5 separate regions of the Mus musculus genome follow, and all the other regions are linked to region 5. Evidence: chromatin contacts called from public HiChIP or PLAC-seq, Micro-C and promoter capture Hi-C data. All regions are on one chromosome and are shown on one strand. The core of a region is the stretch at or near the end of the contact, and the rest is flanking DNA. Distances in the headings are between cores, read along the strand shown.

The links. Promoter capture Hi-C pulls out the DNA fragments that hold promoters and counts their contacts. A called contact is a pair of places that touch in the nucleus more often than the background predicts. HiChIP or PLAC-seq counts read pairs in DNA pulled down with a chosen protein or histone mark.
Region 1: a contact with region 5 is called in an H3K27ac HiChIP or PLAC-seq map of embryonic stem cells, with 6 read pairs. The contact joins the promoter of Pi4ka here to the promoter of Ypel1 in region 5. A contact is called at or near these places in 4 of 39 promoter capture datasets (the C10 cell line, cranial neural crest, pre-B cells and 1 more), 4 of 115 datasets of contacts at active chromatin or transcription factors (bone marrow-derived macrophages, effector CD8 T cells and embryonic stem cells) and 2 of 9 other capture datasets (adipose tissue and embryonic stem cells).
Region 2: a contact with region 5 is called in a promoter capture Hi-C map of liver, with 3 times the contacts expected there. The contact joins the promoter of Slc7a4 here to the promoter of Ypel1 in region 5. A contact is called at or near these places in 4 of 39 promoter capture datasets (the C10 cell line, cranial neural crest and liver), 1 of 115 datasets of contacts at active chromatin or transcription factors (pancreatic cancer cells) and 2 of 9 other capture datasets (adipose tissue and embryonic stem cells).
Region 3: a Micro-C map of embryonic stem cells shows a contact between it and region 5, with 4 times the contacts expected there. The contact joins the promoter of Fgd4 here to the promoter of Ypel1 in region 5. A contact is called at or near these places in 3 of 39 promoter capture datasets (liver and stem cell-derived epiblast-like cells), 5 of 484 Hi-C or Micro-C datasets (all in embryonic stem cells) and 1 of 115 datasets of contacts at active chromatin or transcription factors (pancreatic cancer cells).
Region 4: a contact with region 5 is called in an HNF4G HiChIP or PLAC-seq map of pancreatic cancer cells. The contact joins the promoter of Aifm3 here to the promoter of Ypel1 in region 5. A contact is called at or near these places in 5 of 39 promoter capture datasets (the C10 cell line, neural stem cells, pre-B cells and 2 more) and 1 of 115 datasets of contacts at active chromatin or transcription factors (pancreatic cancer cells).

The regions. Positions count from the first base shown.
Region 1 is chr16:17,404,477-17,407,176 of GRCm38.p6, forward strand. Pi4ka (phosphatidylinositol 4-kinase alpha) reads right to left here and starts at 1,389. Exons shown (of 55, transcript NM_001373955.1): 1 at 1,158-1,389. The coding sequence starts at 1,322. Snap29 (synaptosomal-associated protein 29) reads left to right here and starts at 1,524. Exons shown (of 5, transcript NM_023348.4): 1 at 1,524-1,883. The coding sequence starts at 1,647.
Region 2 is chr16:17,575,301-17,578,000 of GRCm38.p6, forward strand. Slc7a4 (solute carrier family 7 (cationic amino acid transporter, y+ system), member 4) reads right to left here and starts at 1,371. Exons shown (of 5, transcript NM_144852.3): 1 at 1,340-1,371; 2 at 1-665. The coding sequence starts at 633. It overlaps LOC115488657 (a long non-coding RNA gene), which reads left to right and starts at 579. Exons shown (of 2, transcript XR_003951946.1): 1 at 579-914; 2 at 1,114-1,457.
Region 3 is chr16:16,598,671-16,601,370 of GRCm38.p6, forward strand. It overlaps Fgd4 (FYVE, RhoGEF and PH domain containing 4), which reads right to left and starts at 1,308. Exons shown (of 17, transcript NM_001301817.1): 1 at 1,108-1,308. The coding sequence starts at 1,258.
Region 4 is chr16:17,490,543-17,493,242 of GRCm38.p6, forward strand. Aifm3 (apoptosis-inducing factor, mitochondrion-associated 3) reads left to right here and starts at 1,379. Exons shown (of 20, transcript NM_001291070.1): 1 at 1,379-1,561. The coding sequence starts at 1,531.
Region 5 is chr16:17,068,867-17,071,566 of GRCm38.p6, forward strand. It overlaps Ypel1 (yippee like 1), which reads left to right and starts at 1,273. Exons shown (of 5, transcript NM_023249.6): 1 at 1,273-1,497.

The sequences.
Region 1 (2,700 bases), core at 139-2,638, 340 kb after region 5:
AACCTGTTCACCTTGCAGGTAGGTGATACAATCAAGTTTGAAAACTTACAAGGTCAAAGACCAGGTCACTCTGCCTTTCCACTTTTACCCATCAGCGCGCAGGTGCACATGTCACCCAGGTTCTTTCCATCTTTCAGAAAGTTGAATGGACAGACAGCCCCCTCCCTTCAGTGCTAACATACTGTGCTGAGTCTATTTACACATTCCTGGGCGAAAAGCAGCTGACTATTATTGTTCATCCACGTTGTGCCTGGCCTTAATATGTAAACTCATCAAAGCTTCACAGGTTTTATAGATAAGCAAATAGGCTGTTAGCATGCAAGTTTCTTCCTCAAGACTGCACACAGAAATTGTAAATTTAGTCAGCTCTGACTAAAATCTGTCTTCTTCCTATCACAACATCCTTTTGTTGTTGTTTGGTTTTTGGGTTTTTTTTTTCCCCTAAAAGAAAGCGGTTAGCCTCCTTAATCCTGGGGTTCTACCCTTCACCACCCACCCAGTTCACCTCTTATCCCAGGTCCAAGCATATCTTTTATCTTCCAAGATAAGGACTGGCGTGTCTTTCTCTTCTGAAGCAATCCTGAATTTAGTTCTCTGTCTACTAACAGTCCACTGCATATTCCTGCCACTGCATCTTCTCGAAACTCATCATCTTTTGATCCAGTCTAACGCTACCATCTCTTAAATAATAATACGATTTGCATAGCTGTCCTTCTCCACAATCCAGTGAGAAGGGCAAAAAGTGTGTAGGGGAGGAGGGCGTCCCATTTCATGAGAAAGACACCTCTCCAAGGTCATTGAATGAAAACAAAAAATCGGGACCAAAAGCCCGGATTGGACTCTTGGTCCTTGGCTCATCCTACCACGCCTCACAGGCAGTCACGATGCTGCCACAACCCCCGCGCCTGAGATGTCACAGCGGTAGTCCGCCCGCCCACAGCTCACTGCCCTCCCACTCCCACCGGTACCAGACCTCCCAGCGTCCTGTCGACTTCCCGACTCCTCTCTTCACCAGAACCCTCTCCCACCGACCTCCCTACATCGCTGCCACCTCTATTCAGGAGCCCCTCTCTAGTCGCAAGTAGCCTTCTCAGACCCAGCAGCGTCCCGCCGCTTCGCCACCTCAGGCCCCTCCTCCTGTCAGTACGCAGGGTTACCTTCTCCAAGGATGCTGGTCTCTGCACAGCCAGGGAGCGGGCCAGTGAAAGTACTGTGTTGAAATAAAAGCCTCGAGAGGTGCTGGAGCCAGAGCTGGACCCCGAGCCGCCGCCGCCGCCGCCGCCGCCACCGCCGCCTCCTCCCCGGGCCCCAGCAGCCGCCATCACAGCGCACGCCCCGGCGCAGGCGGCTGGGTTCACAGCTCTGGGCTCGCCACCACCGGTCCTTACTGCGCAGGCGCAGAGGCGGCCGACTTCCCGGCCACCTGACCACCTGACTCCTCCCCTCTCCCCTCCCCCGCACTGGGTGGGGCCTGGTCCCCCTCTGCCGCTCCGCCGCCGGGTTGGCTCTGGAGGCGGGGCTCTAGCGCAGTGCTGGCGGAAGTAGTGCGCGCGGCGTCCACAGTGAATCCGCCCGCCGGCGCTGGGCTATCGACTCCTCGCTCAGCAACCCCTCCTGCTTCCTAGGTGCAGGCCGTCTCCCGCACCATGTCTGGCTATCCTAAAAGCTATAATCCTTTCGACGATGACGTGGAAGAGGAAGACACCCGGCCCGCGCCGTGGAAGGACGTCCGCGACCTGCCTGACGGCCCCGACGCGCCCATTGACAGGCAGCAGTACCTGAGACAGGAGGTGTTGCGCAGGGCCGAGGCTACCGCTGCCAGTACCAGCAGGTCCTTGTCTCTCATGTATGAATCGGAGAAGATCGGAGTCGCCTCTTCCGAGGTGAGCCTGGGGCAGAACTGAGCTAAACCGGCCAATCAATGCGTTATAAAAACGGGATGAAGAAATATTTTGTTTACGATCTTTTGGTATTTTTCTAATTGCCTACCGTAAGTTCATGGACATAGTGTAAAGAATTATGTATCAGGATCACCTGATGTTTACCTCTGGAAGCTTCCTTATCTATTATTCTGCGAGGTTAATTTCTCCCTCGCTGCCCTGCCCTCATGTCTAGTTAAAAAGTAAACTCCAAATAATGTTCTGTGTGAGAGTAAAAATGCCAAAGTGCGGCCTGTATTTGGGAAGTAGTGTCTGTTTCATTTACATATAACTTGTTAGGCAGAAGCCTCAAGCTGTTCCTCTCTAGTGGCCCAGTTAAAGTGTGAACTGTGTATGCTTCAAGTGCCAGGTGGTGCCTGAAGTACTGACGCAAAGGGAGCCTGTGTTCTTCTTCTCACATCCTTGACCACTTTTCACCTTTCTAATGGGAATATTTAAGTCCCCTCGCCTGGGCTCCTGCTCAGGAAACCAGATCCTGAATTGAGTCGACTCTTACCTTTGTAGACCGTGTGTTATTGTGACAGCTCTTTCCATCCATAGAAAATTTCAGCAACTAGGAACTTTGCTTTCCTTTAATTTACCTGTATTTGCATATGCACAGTTTAAGGGTGTCCCCTGAAGCCGGAAGAGGGCACCAGGGAATCCCTTGGAGCTGGAGTTGACAGATGGGTGCTGGGAACAGAAATGGTCTTCTGAAACTTCTTTAAGACCTTTTCTTTTTGAGGAGTTCGGCTTGGTGGACAGCCTACCAATGAAGCCC
Region 2 (2,700 bases), core at 121-2,620, 510 kb after region 5:
GACAATGATGAAGAGGATCACAATCAGACTGATGGCTGAGAACGTGTGATTAAGCCAGGAGGAGACTCGGGCTCCGCAGGAGACAAAGGCAGAAGCCACGAGTAAAATGCCAGCGGCCAGAAAATCTGGATAGTGAGCTAGGAAGGGCACCTGCCAGACGCCCAGGTGAGACTCCGTGAAGTTGCGAATGCTGTGGTTAAAGATGGCATCCAAATAGCCACTCCAGGCACGGGCTACAGCGGCACCTCCAATGAGGTATTCTAGAAGCACATTCCAGCCTATGAGGAATGCCCATATCTCCCCCATGGACACGTACGTGAATAGGTATGCTGAGCCAGTACGGGGCACACGGGCTCCAAACTCTGCATAGCATAGGGCCGCCAGCAGGGAGGCTACAGCGGCCACCAAAAAGGACAAGAGCACAGCGGGGCCAGCCATGTCCTTGGCCACTGTGCCTGTGAGCACATAGAGCCCAGATCCCACCATGCCACCCACACCCAGTAGAGTCAAGTCCAGTGTGGACAGGCAGCGCCGCAGTGATGTCTCCATGCTAGACTCTTCCAGTGGCTTCAGACGGTTCAGTTTCTGGCAGAAGCGTGCCAAACAGGCAGTACTGGGCAGTCCCCGGGCCATGGCAGACGGAGTACTGAACCAGTTTCTGGAACCTACTGGGGACAGACAGCGGGAATAACCAACCATCCTCCATTCTTTCATAGACAGCCCACCCCAGTCCTCGCCTCCTCTCCTTAGGAGCCCAGGTCAGCTGCACCATGGACCTACTTTAGAAGGCTTGAATGGGACGCGTGTCAGGGACTGTGGGCAGAGGGATAGAACGCATGGAAGTCCTTCCTGTCAGCTTTCAGGGCAGTGGAACTGGCAGAGAGAAGCAGACCTGCAGCGGACCTGCGAACCAGGTAGGTGGTTCTGTGAGTGAGTGGGAGGTTGCTTAAGAACAGGCTTGGAACAGGCTGCACCACGAGCAAGAAGAAATGGGAGGCTTCCCTGGAGCAGTGCCAGGTTGTCAGGACCCGGAACAGGAGCCGCTCCTGCAGCCGGGAACGTGGCCAAAGGGACATGGCCTCAGAGAAAAGCGATCACCCCCTCTTCTGCCAGGTTGGAGGAACAGCTCACCTGAAGCCAGGAGGCCAGAGCTGCAAGGGCCCCGATTCCCGATTCCCGGATGTGAAAGCTGTGGTGCACCTCCCCTCGCCATATGCTCCGCAGCCACAGCTGCTGAGGCTAGCTGCCTCCGCCATGTCCCTGTGCCCCTAGACGCCCAAGCCTTCTCTTGCATTTACGTTCCCGCAGCAGCGGTCCCTCCAGACCCGCTATGACCCACCTGCTGTCGCCGTCGCTGCCACCGTGCGCACTGCGCCTGCCCCACTAGTTTACAACGCCTGCGTGCAGGGCCCGCCCCTCGCTGCCAGGCGCCAGATAAACCCGAGCCTCACGACTCACATCACTGGTTGGGTTCTGTACAGGGTCCCCGCACCGCACCACGTCACGTATCAGAATAACCCTCTAAGCGAGTAAACTTCCAACATCGAGACTAGAGCTGACCTGGGTCCTAGGGCTTACTCCACATTTCATCCACCTCCCTAGGTGAGGAAGCCTGCTCGACTAACCTGCTGAGCCCCTTCTCTGGGTCCAGGTTGGGGGTAGAGCCAAGCCTGATACCGCCCCAGAGCAATTACTCTCCTTGATCTCCCTCCACCCCAACACAACTACAATTGGAAAACGTCCAGGTCCCCACCACGGAGCCTGCAAATGTCCAGCACAGTGAGATGAAGACAGGGGTCTGGCAGAGTGACCCTGGCACTCTAAACCTCAGTGGAGTGGCAGTAAGCACCTTGCACACTAGGCTAGAGAGGGCAGCCTTCCGGACGTGTTCTGTGAATTGGCAGAATTTACAAAGCTATTGTCTGTCTGGTAGTGTCCCATAAAAGGACAGTAGCCAGCATCAGAAGACAGCTTGCAACTCTACAGCAGGACTGCCACTTAGGCCCTCAAATATCAGTGACAGCCTCAGAGCACCTGACAGGACCTGGACATTCTTAAAGGACTCTCCATTCATGATAGCCAGCAGCTCTCCGCATTTGTCACCAGCGTTCCCGCCATCAGGGTGCCTGGGTCAGCTACGGCATAAAATCTCCAGAGTCCGCTTATGCTTAGCTCTGAGGAATCTTTTCTCTCTCTCTTCTTCTCAGATTGAAAACAAAGGTGGCAGCTAGGTAGGGTGACCTATGCCTGTAATTCTGGCACTTGGAGGATCAAAAGATTGAAGACCATGTATAAGTATGTATACATAGTTTTCATATATGTATGTGTGGCAATACATATGTGGTGAGGTGCTGACTTGTTGACAGCAAGACAATAGCCCAGCAAAGCCAAGTCGGGCAAAACCGAGGTAGGCATGTTTCTCCCAGAACTTTATATATTTGACCTACAATACATATCTAATGTAGTTAGTATGTATATGCAATAAAATAAACATACAACTATATAATATATACTTGATTATATATGATGATAGAGTGATATAAATACACCACTAAAAATCTATATTTCATACACACAAATATTCAAATTTATGGATGATTACTGGAAACTTAGGATGCAGTCTGCATGACTCATTCAGATGAGGACAAAGCGGTTGGGTGACATTCCAGATACACAGGGACACTTGGAACACTGTGACCT
Region 3 (2,700 bases), core at 58-2,557, 470 kb before region 5:
ACCCAAGTGCCCTGAATTCTACTCCCAGTATGGGGGTGGGGGAATGGGGAGGGCACAAATAAATAAAAGAGCAAACAGAACCCTTTCTCCTACAAGCATAGCTGCTTTGCAGAAATAATTTATAGACTATACTGTGACTCTTGAAAGAGGATGTTTCATATTTTGATCGTCTCTTCAAAGCATTTGAAAATAAATCTAGTAACATAACAGAGGCATCAGACCAGTGTCTGTGCTGAAAACAACGGGTGACAAAATGCGATGACAAAGCAAACCATTTTCACTTAATAACATTTTCATTCAGTTTGGTGAATCACAGCTAGAACTGGAAGAGATCTCCAGAATACTTTATCAGTTTCTTACTTCTACAGGAAATGATTACAGAGGACTCTCCGTGATCCAGTTCATGCATCATCTCACATCCTGACTTATCTAACGTGAACACACACTTAACACACCATCCATCACGATTTTCTGTCATGTGCCTTCTATAGCTTCGGGACAAGGAATAGACAGCATATTTACCAGTCTCGACATTGATCATATTGATAAAAACACAAAGCTGCTTGCTCAATCATTACAAAATGAAAGTAAAGAAGGGTGAGATTTCTTTTTAAGATTCAAAATATTCAAAAACATAAACATTATCTGAGTGTTTGACTTTTGCCCTCGGGAAGGGAGCGCCAGGGAACTAAGGTCAACTGAGCAGAGGAATTTGGTGAATCTTAAACAGCAGTATATTGAAAAATAGGTTGTACAATTCCTAATAAAGCTTTTTCTAAGGGCACACCTTTAGTTTTTTAAGAACAAGCTGGCCATATTCTTGAAGCTTTGGGAGAAAGAACAAACTAACTAGGAATAGTGTCCTGCGGGGTAACTAACCTGTGAGGATCCCTTTCACAACAGAAGGCAGCCCTTTCCCCCAGGTCCTCAACAGCCAAAGGCACACACCCACACCCACTCCACTCCTAACACCCCGTCAAGCCCCCAACACGCGGCACGCCCTCCGCCAGTCCCCAACACAGGCGTCACGCCCCCAACACGCGCGGCACGCCCCCCGCCGGCCCCCCAACACGCGGCACGCCCTCGCTCCGCTCACCCACGCATTACCTGCGGCCTGGCTGGGTTGCGCGACACGGTCAAGGCGCCGCAATTGCGGCGAAGGCCTGCTCCAGGGCCGGGGGATCCCGGGCGGCAGGTAGGAGCCTGACTTCCGCCGGATGGCCACCCGCCTGAAGTTATGGTCGCTCTCGCTGTTCATGGTGGCCTGCGGTCACTCCCGCAAGCCTTGCCCCGCGCGCGTCCAGGTTGCGCGACTCCCTGCGCTCCCTCCCCGCGCAGGCCTCGCTTCCCGGGCCTGCGCTCCGACTCCGTCGTCGGACTCTCCGGCAGCGGCCGGCCCAGGCCGCCCCCGCTGCACAGCCAATCGCCAGAGTGCAGCGCGGTCCCGCCCGAGCGCCGAAGAGGCTTGGGGGGGACCGGCGTCGCCCATTGGCCCAGGGGAAGGCAGAGTGCACCTGCCTGGCTCACCTGAACCTCAGAAACGCCTCATCAGCTTACTTACCGACCACGCCCTGGGATGCTGGAAGAACAGTCTGGCTGTTACTCACCACACTTTCAAGAGCCAAAGTCTCCCAGGCTACCGCGCTGCAAACTTTAGGTAAGGAAACCCAGCTTTGAAAATGACTGAGAAGCCGGAATTCCAGATGCACCGCCGGCTCTTGGAAGAAGCGAATCAGCTTGCCGGGAGCGCTGTTCAAGCAATAAGGAAGCGCAGCTCTCACCTTAAAGGGAATAAAAGTTTCTTCTGCAGCCCTTTTGAGTAACCATGGCCCAGGAACACAGATTTAGACAACCTCAAATTCCATGTTCCAATGCGGAAGCAGTCTTAGAGTTTCACAGAACAAAGAAAGTCGTAAATCAAGGCAAGTTTAAAGTCCATTGGTAGGTATATCAGAGAGGCGGTTACCAGCAAGATGGAGGTTTTTGAATAGGCTTGAGATACTATCTCGTGACATTCTTAGCTTTGTGGTTGCTAGAAGTCATCTAAGTCAGTCAATAGATTCCAAAGGTTAGTTTAATCTGTTAGTCATGGGATGTTAGTTTTAAAGTAGAGGTGGACAAGAAATGACTGTTCCCCTGGGCTAAAGCTAGGCCAAGGTAAGTTAATTAGCCTCTGGGCTTGCAGCGTTCTAACCTCTCTACAGTACTGAAGTTCTAACCAGCCAGTCAGTCGGTGCAGACAGATTCCCTTCAGATTTCATCCACAGAATAACACTGGTTTCCAGAACAGCACAAGACCCAGTTTATCATGACCACTGTTAAAGATAATGTAGTAATAAAGTCAACAGATTTATGAATATGAAGCAGTTTCCAATGTACATTTCCACGGCAGAAAAAGGACATGACCACAGAGAAAAGACAAAAGTAGCTAACATGGTTACCTGGCTCAAGACAATAGCTTTTTTTTTTTTTAAAGATTTATTTATTTATTATATCTAAGTACACTGCAGCTGTCTTCAGACACTTCAGAAGACACTTCACACACTTCAGAAGAGGGAGTCAGATCTCCTTACGGATGGTTGTGAGCTACCATATGGTTGCTGGGACTTGAACTCAGGACCTTCAGAAGAGCAGTCGGGTGCTCTTAACCGCTGAGCCATCTCACCAGCCCGACAATAGCTTTTAAAGTCCCCTAAATAC
Region 4 (2,700 bases), core at 129-2,628, 420 kb after region 5:
GAAAGAGGTGGGCAACGCTGAGACATGGGTGAAACCAGGACCTCTGAAAGGGTTCTCTGGTTCCCAGGAAGGGAGCTAGAGGGGCAGTTAGCAACTGAGTTTTATCCCTTGAGTTGTCTCCTCTTGCCCCGACAAGGGCCTTGGGTTCCTCACCTGTAATTTGCTTCGAAGGTCAGAAGCTAGCAGTGGCTGGTCCTTTCCCATTCTGTATTTCCTTCTTGACATGGGGACTGGGCTAACCTAGTGACTCCCAGCACGGTTCAGTGCAGGCTTCAGGAAGAATTTCCAGGTGACCCAGAGCCGACTGTTGGGTAGAATTTGGACAGATCAGTTGTAAACAGGGTAGTTACACCTTTGTCTTGAGCCTTCCAAAGTCCACATCTTCTAGAAGGCCCACCTATGGCCACAAGGACACAATGGCCACAGTGATCTGTTTACCAGGTAGTCTTGCTCTCCCGTTTGGAGCCTTAGAGTGACCTGAGCACGTCCCAAGGCCTTGCTTATCTTAGGATTTATTAGGGTGAGGAGTGGGGAAGACCACACAGATGCCCCTAACTGCTGCTTGACCTTGGTGAGACCTTGGACCCCAGTCTTTCTATCTTCTTCAGCACTGCACAGCCGCCTGAGGGGTGGGGAAACTTATGGCTGCTGGGCTGCTGGGCATGGGGCAGAGGCAGAGCTGTGCGCTTGGTTTCCCTCTTCCCCCAACCCCATCAGTCCTGGGCTGGCTGCCCGCTTTTTTCCCCACAGAGCTGGGTTTCCCTGGGGACCAGTGGCTTGGCCTAGCCCCACACCCACAGCCCCCTCCTGGCCACAACTCATGCTAGAAGGCGGGCTGGACCCTCCAGGACACTGGCCTTCCGTGCCCTGCTGACCAAGGCCCAGTAGTCTCTCTCCATTGCTGGGCTGGGAGCAAGGAGCAGTGACTCCCATGGAAAGAGGTAGGTGACTAGAGGTTGCTAGTCAGGGCAGTGGCCAAGGCTGGGCTGGGACCCTTGTCACTCTCAGTGGAAGAAGAAGGATTCTGGGGACTCTGGTTGTCAGGGTTTTCTGTAGACGTGGTGGTCTTATCTAGGGAAATGGAGAGTCTCAGAGTCTCCAGACTTGTGGGATTTAGAAAAGGGGAATCTAGGGCTAGGTCTATGTAGTCGCAGGTTTATGGGCAGTAGCAGATATTAGAGCACAGAGGGTCTCCAACAAAGGATGCAGTAAGGGGAATCTGAGGTTCCTATGCCTAGAAGCCTCAAAGGGAGACAGATGCCCTACAAACAAGATCTGCCCTCCTCATGTAAGACTCTTCCAGGATTCCTCAAAGATGCCTCTGACTCTACCCAGACCTGCATCAGTGCTAGGACCCAATTTCCCATCTCCCCTGCAGGTCCTAAAGCTGTCTAGCTGGCATGGCAGCTCTAGCGTCTCTGAGGGCCACAGGGGGTCCAGTCCTGCAGGGCACATCCTAGACCTTGGACAGCTGGACAGCCTGCCATCGTGCTCCCACCAGCCAGGCCAGATCCCAGGCCACCGTTCACCATGGGCGGCTGCTTCTCCAAGCCCAAGCCAGGTACCTCCCCTTCTCTGACAGCCTCCCCCTCCCTCTGTACTTCACCAACCTCCAAAGTAGGTCAGGCTAGGCAGGAGCCCAGAATGCTAATGCACTGCAGGCAAGAAGGGTAAAAACCTAGGAAAGCTCTCCTGGACTCCTCTCCTGTAGCATCCCCCTTTTTATTTGGGACTTTGGGTGTTAGTGGTGGGGACAACAGCTGATCCTTCTTAGAAAGTTGAGTCTAGAAGGTTCCTCTTATGCTGCGCAGAGCTAAGGGCTACTTCTCCATTCTGGAGAAGAGAGGCTTTGGGGGATGTTCTTAGCCACAGTGTAACCTCTTTGAGTCTCAATTTCCCTCTCTATAAAATAGAACTGGACACTGCCCTCTTAGGGTGACTGACAGGGTATCATGGACAGGTCCCTACTCTTATCATCCTGTGACATATCAGACATCATCTTGGCTTCTCTGGGCCTCATCTCCTGTTTTGTGTTTTTGTTTGGGTTTTTGTCTTTTGAGACAAGATCTCACTATGTAGACCAGGCTGGTCTCATACTCACACAGATCCTCCTGCCTGTGCCTTGCAAGTGCTAGGATCAAAGGCATGTACCACTCTTCTGTTTTCTCCATGTATATAGGAAATCTTGCCTAGCCCTAGAAACTCCAGCCAGGGGTAGGATCATTCCAAGGTACTACAGTACTTAGGATCTACCCTGCCAGGGGACTCATGTCTTTGGGTTTCTCCCTCAGTCTGCACATTCCTTCTACCCTAGTCGTAACATCCAGAAAGCAGAACCTGTAGCCATGACAGGGATGCAGAAACTGAGGACTTCAGAGCCCAGTGAGTGCTCCACCCACCCAACTTGCCCTGGCTGGCTCACTCTGCCAGCTTGCTCAGCTCTCCTTACCTGATACCCATCAGCTCGGTTACCTTGGGACTCATAAGACTTTTCTTCCTTTCTTGGGTCTGAGGTAGGACTTGGGGGAGAAAGCGGAGCTGTGACCCACCCACTGGCAGTATTGGTGAAGATTGTCCATCCTCGCCTGAGTCTGTGCCAGATCCTACAGCCTCTGCCATAGGTGCCCACTGTCTTTGTCTCAGTTTCTTCATAGAGTGGGCAGGAATGTGCCTGCAAGATCCCATGGGAGTCCCATACTG
Region 5 (2,700 bases), core at 23-2,522:
CATGATATGAACAGGTAGGTGTTAGAAGTGGGATGGGTAGGAAAGGAAGGCTGGAGGAGGCCTAACCAATGCTAAGGAAATAGGAAAATGCCGTATATAAACCTACTATTTTCTAAGCTATTAAAAAAAACACATTTTTTAAAAGATTTATTTATTTCATGTATGTGAATACACTGTCGCTGTCTTCAGACACACCAGAAGAGGGCATCAGATCCCGTTACAGATGGTTGTGAGCAATCCATGTGGTTGCTGGGAGTTGAAATCAGGACCTCTGGAAGAGCAGTCAGTGCTATTAACTGCTGAGCCATCTCTCCCGCTTAAATTCTTTAAAAATAGAAGAGTCAGCCAGATGGTTCAGTGAGTGAGGGTGCCGCTATCAAGCCTGCTGACCTGAGTTCAAATCCAGGATCAATATGGTAGGTGAGAAGCAGAGCTAACCTCTGGTGCACAGGCATGTGCTTATTCACACAATAAGCTTAAAATATAAAGTTCAAGATCATGTTTGAGCTACATAGTTGAGGCCAGCTTGAATTACAGAATTACAGAGATCATATTCTAAAAGCCAAAAAAACATGAGACTCCCTAGCTAGGACGAATACAAAAATAGAGTAATCAGTCACTTGGGAGACTCACTAAGTAAATGGCAACTCAAAGGGCCCACAATCTAATCAATTAGGGGTATCCTCAATACAATAAATCCTAACAAGCACACTCTAGAGGGCGCAAATACGTCCTGCAATGTGTACATTCACCCTCAGCAGTGTGCTTTGAAAAATCGATCTAAAGAGACTAAGAAAAAAATAACAGAAGAAGCGCAGATGTGGGCATGGAGACTGGGTGATACTGCCTGTGTTTTGTGGGTAGGAAATCTAATCTGGGGTTCCATAATTCAAGTCCACGCAGACCTGGAGGCTCTTGGATGGCGACTTGGAGAGTGGAGAAAGGGTGGTCAGTATGGAGAGAGGGAAGAAGCTTGCGCTCTAGGGACCCAGCTGCAGAGGTCCTCCTGCCTGCAGCCTGAGGCGCAAACCTGTGGAAAATCTCGGTCCTTTGGCCTTCCAGGACCCTACCTCCCCACCGGCCCCGCGACCTGCCGGTTCGCCTGGGTTCCTCGTCAGGCCAGCCCACCGGACTCCTGGCGAGCTCCACCCGGACACGTTCCAGCCCAGTCCCCCGAGCGCAGCGGGGCGCGGGTGGACGCGTGGGGCAGGGCGAGGGGCGGGGAGCGTGGAGGGGCGGAGCGGCGGGAACGCGAGGGCGGGGCTCGGACACTGATTGGGCATCGCCACGTTCCGAGGCCGTTTATGGCGGCTGGGCTGGGCTACGGGTCCAAAACAAAGGGCAGGCGGCCCGCGAGGCGGCGGCAGGAGGATGCCTCGCGCCCGGAGTGGGCGCCAACGGCCGGAGCGCGTCCCGGGTCACACCGGGACCGCCTGAAAACCGAGCTCGCGCCGACCGAGCCTGGGCCGGATGGGCGCAGCGGACCGCGGAGCGGCCGTGAGTACGGGCGGGCCTCAGGGGTTCTCTGCGGAGACCTGAGGATCTCCGGCTCCGGGAGGCGGGGAAGCACCTGTTGGGCGCGGGCGGGCCGGGCGGGAGTGCGGAGGATGCGTTGACTTTTTGTTCTGATGTTCCGAACTGTTGGTATTTGGGTCATTAGAAGACAACGCAAAATCCCGGTCTTTCTTTCTTTCTTTTTTCTTCGCCCCCCCCCCCCCATTGTTTTTTCCCCTACCTTAAAAAATGGGGAAAGAAATAAATACAGAAGATACCTCCAATAAAAGAATATTATGGGGTGGCATTTTCAAGTTGCCTGTACAATAATAACTAAAGGGAATTGTCCTCATTGTTTACCACTTGTGGCTCTAGGCTTTATCAATGTAAATTGCTAACAGTAGCAACTAAATAAGATATTCTCTACTCAATAACTGCACAAATGGTCATCTTCGATCGTGTACTGAGCTCCAGGATAGAAAGCCGGCAGAATTCTGTTTTGGATAGATAATAGACGTTGAAAACATCATTTTTCAGCCCAAGGTCTTTCTAATTCAGTTGCCTTATAAGTATCCACAATGTATTCACCTTAACTAATGTATCTTGTCAAAGAATTGACCATACTCCTCCTCGCTCCGCTGAAGTTCCAAGACCAGGCTCACCTCCTCTGGGGAACTTCTCCAGGCCCCTCTGAGTAAGCCACCCTCACCCATCACCCAGGGCCCTTTACCTCTGCTGTGTTCTGGTAGATGTGTTAACAAATGTTTGCTGAGTACCCGTCTCCCTCTCCCCTAGGGGCTGGTCCAGTGGGTGTCTGTGTGCATGTGTATGGTGGGGTACAAATAAATAAACACACACACACATGTATATTCACCGTGTGTGTGCCTGGTATCTAGAGAAGCCAGAAGAGGGCATCGGATCCCCTAGAGCCGAAGTTATGGATCCTCCACAAGAGCAGCAGGTGCTAAAGGATGTCAGCCCATCTCTCCAGCCATACTGTGGGCTCTTAAAAAAGTCAGGGGTGCTGTATTTGAAGAGTTTTGCTACCAGGATCCCTAGGTCTATGTGTTCCTAGCCAAGGGACTATGTGGTTAGCATGTCTTCTTAGGGATTAGACCAAAATCTTGACTTACCACAGATATATAGCAGCCCAGGGGCTGGCCCATATGAAACACTAAAAATACATACATACATACAGACAGACAG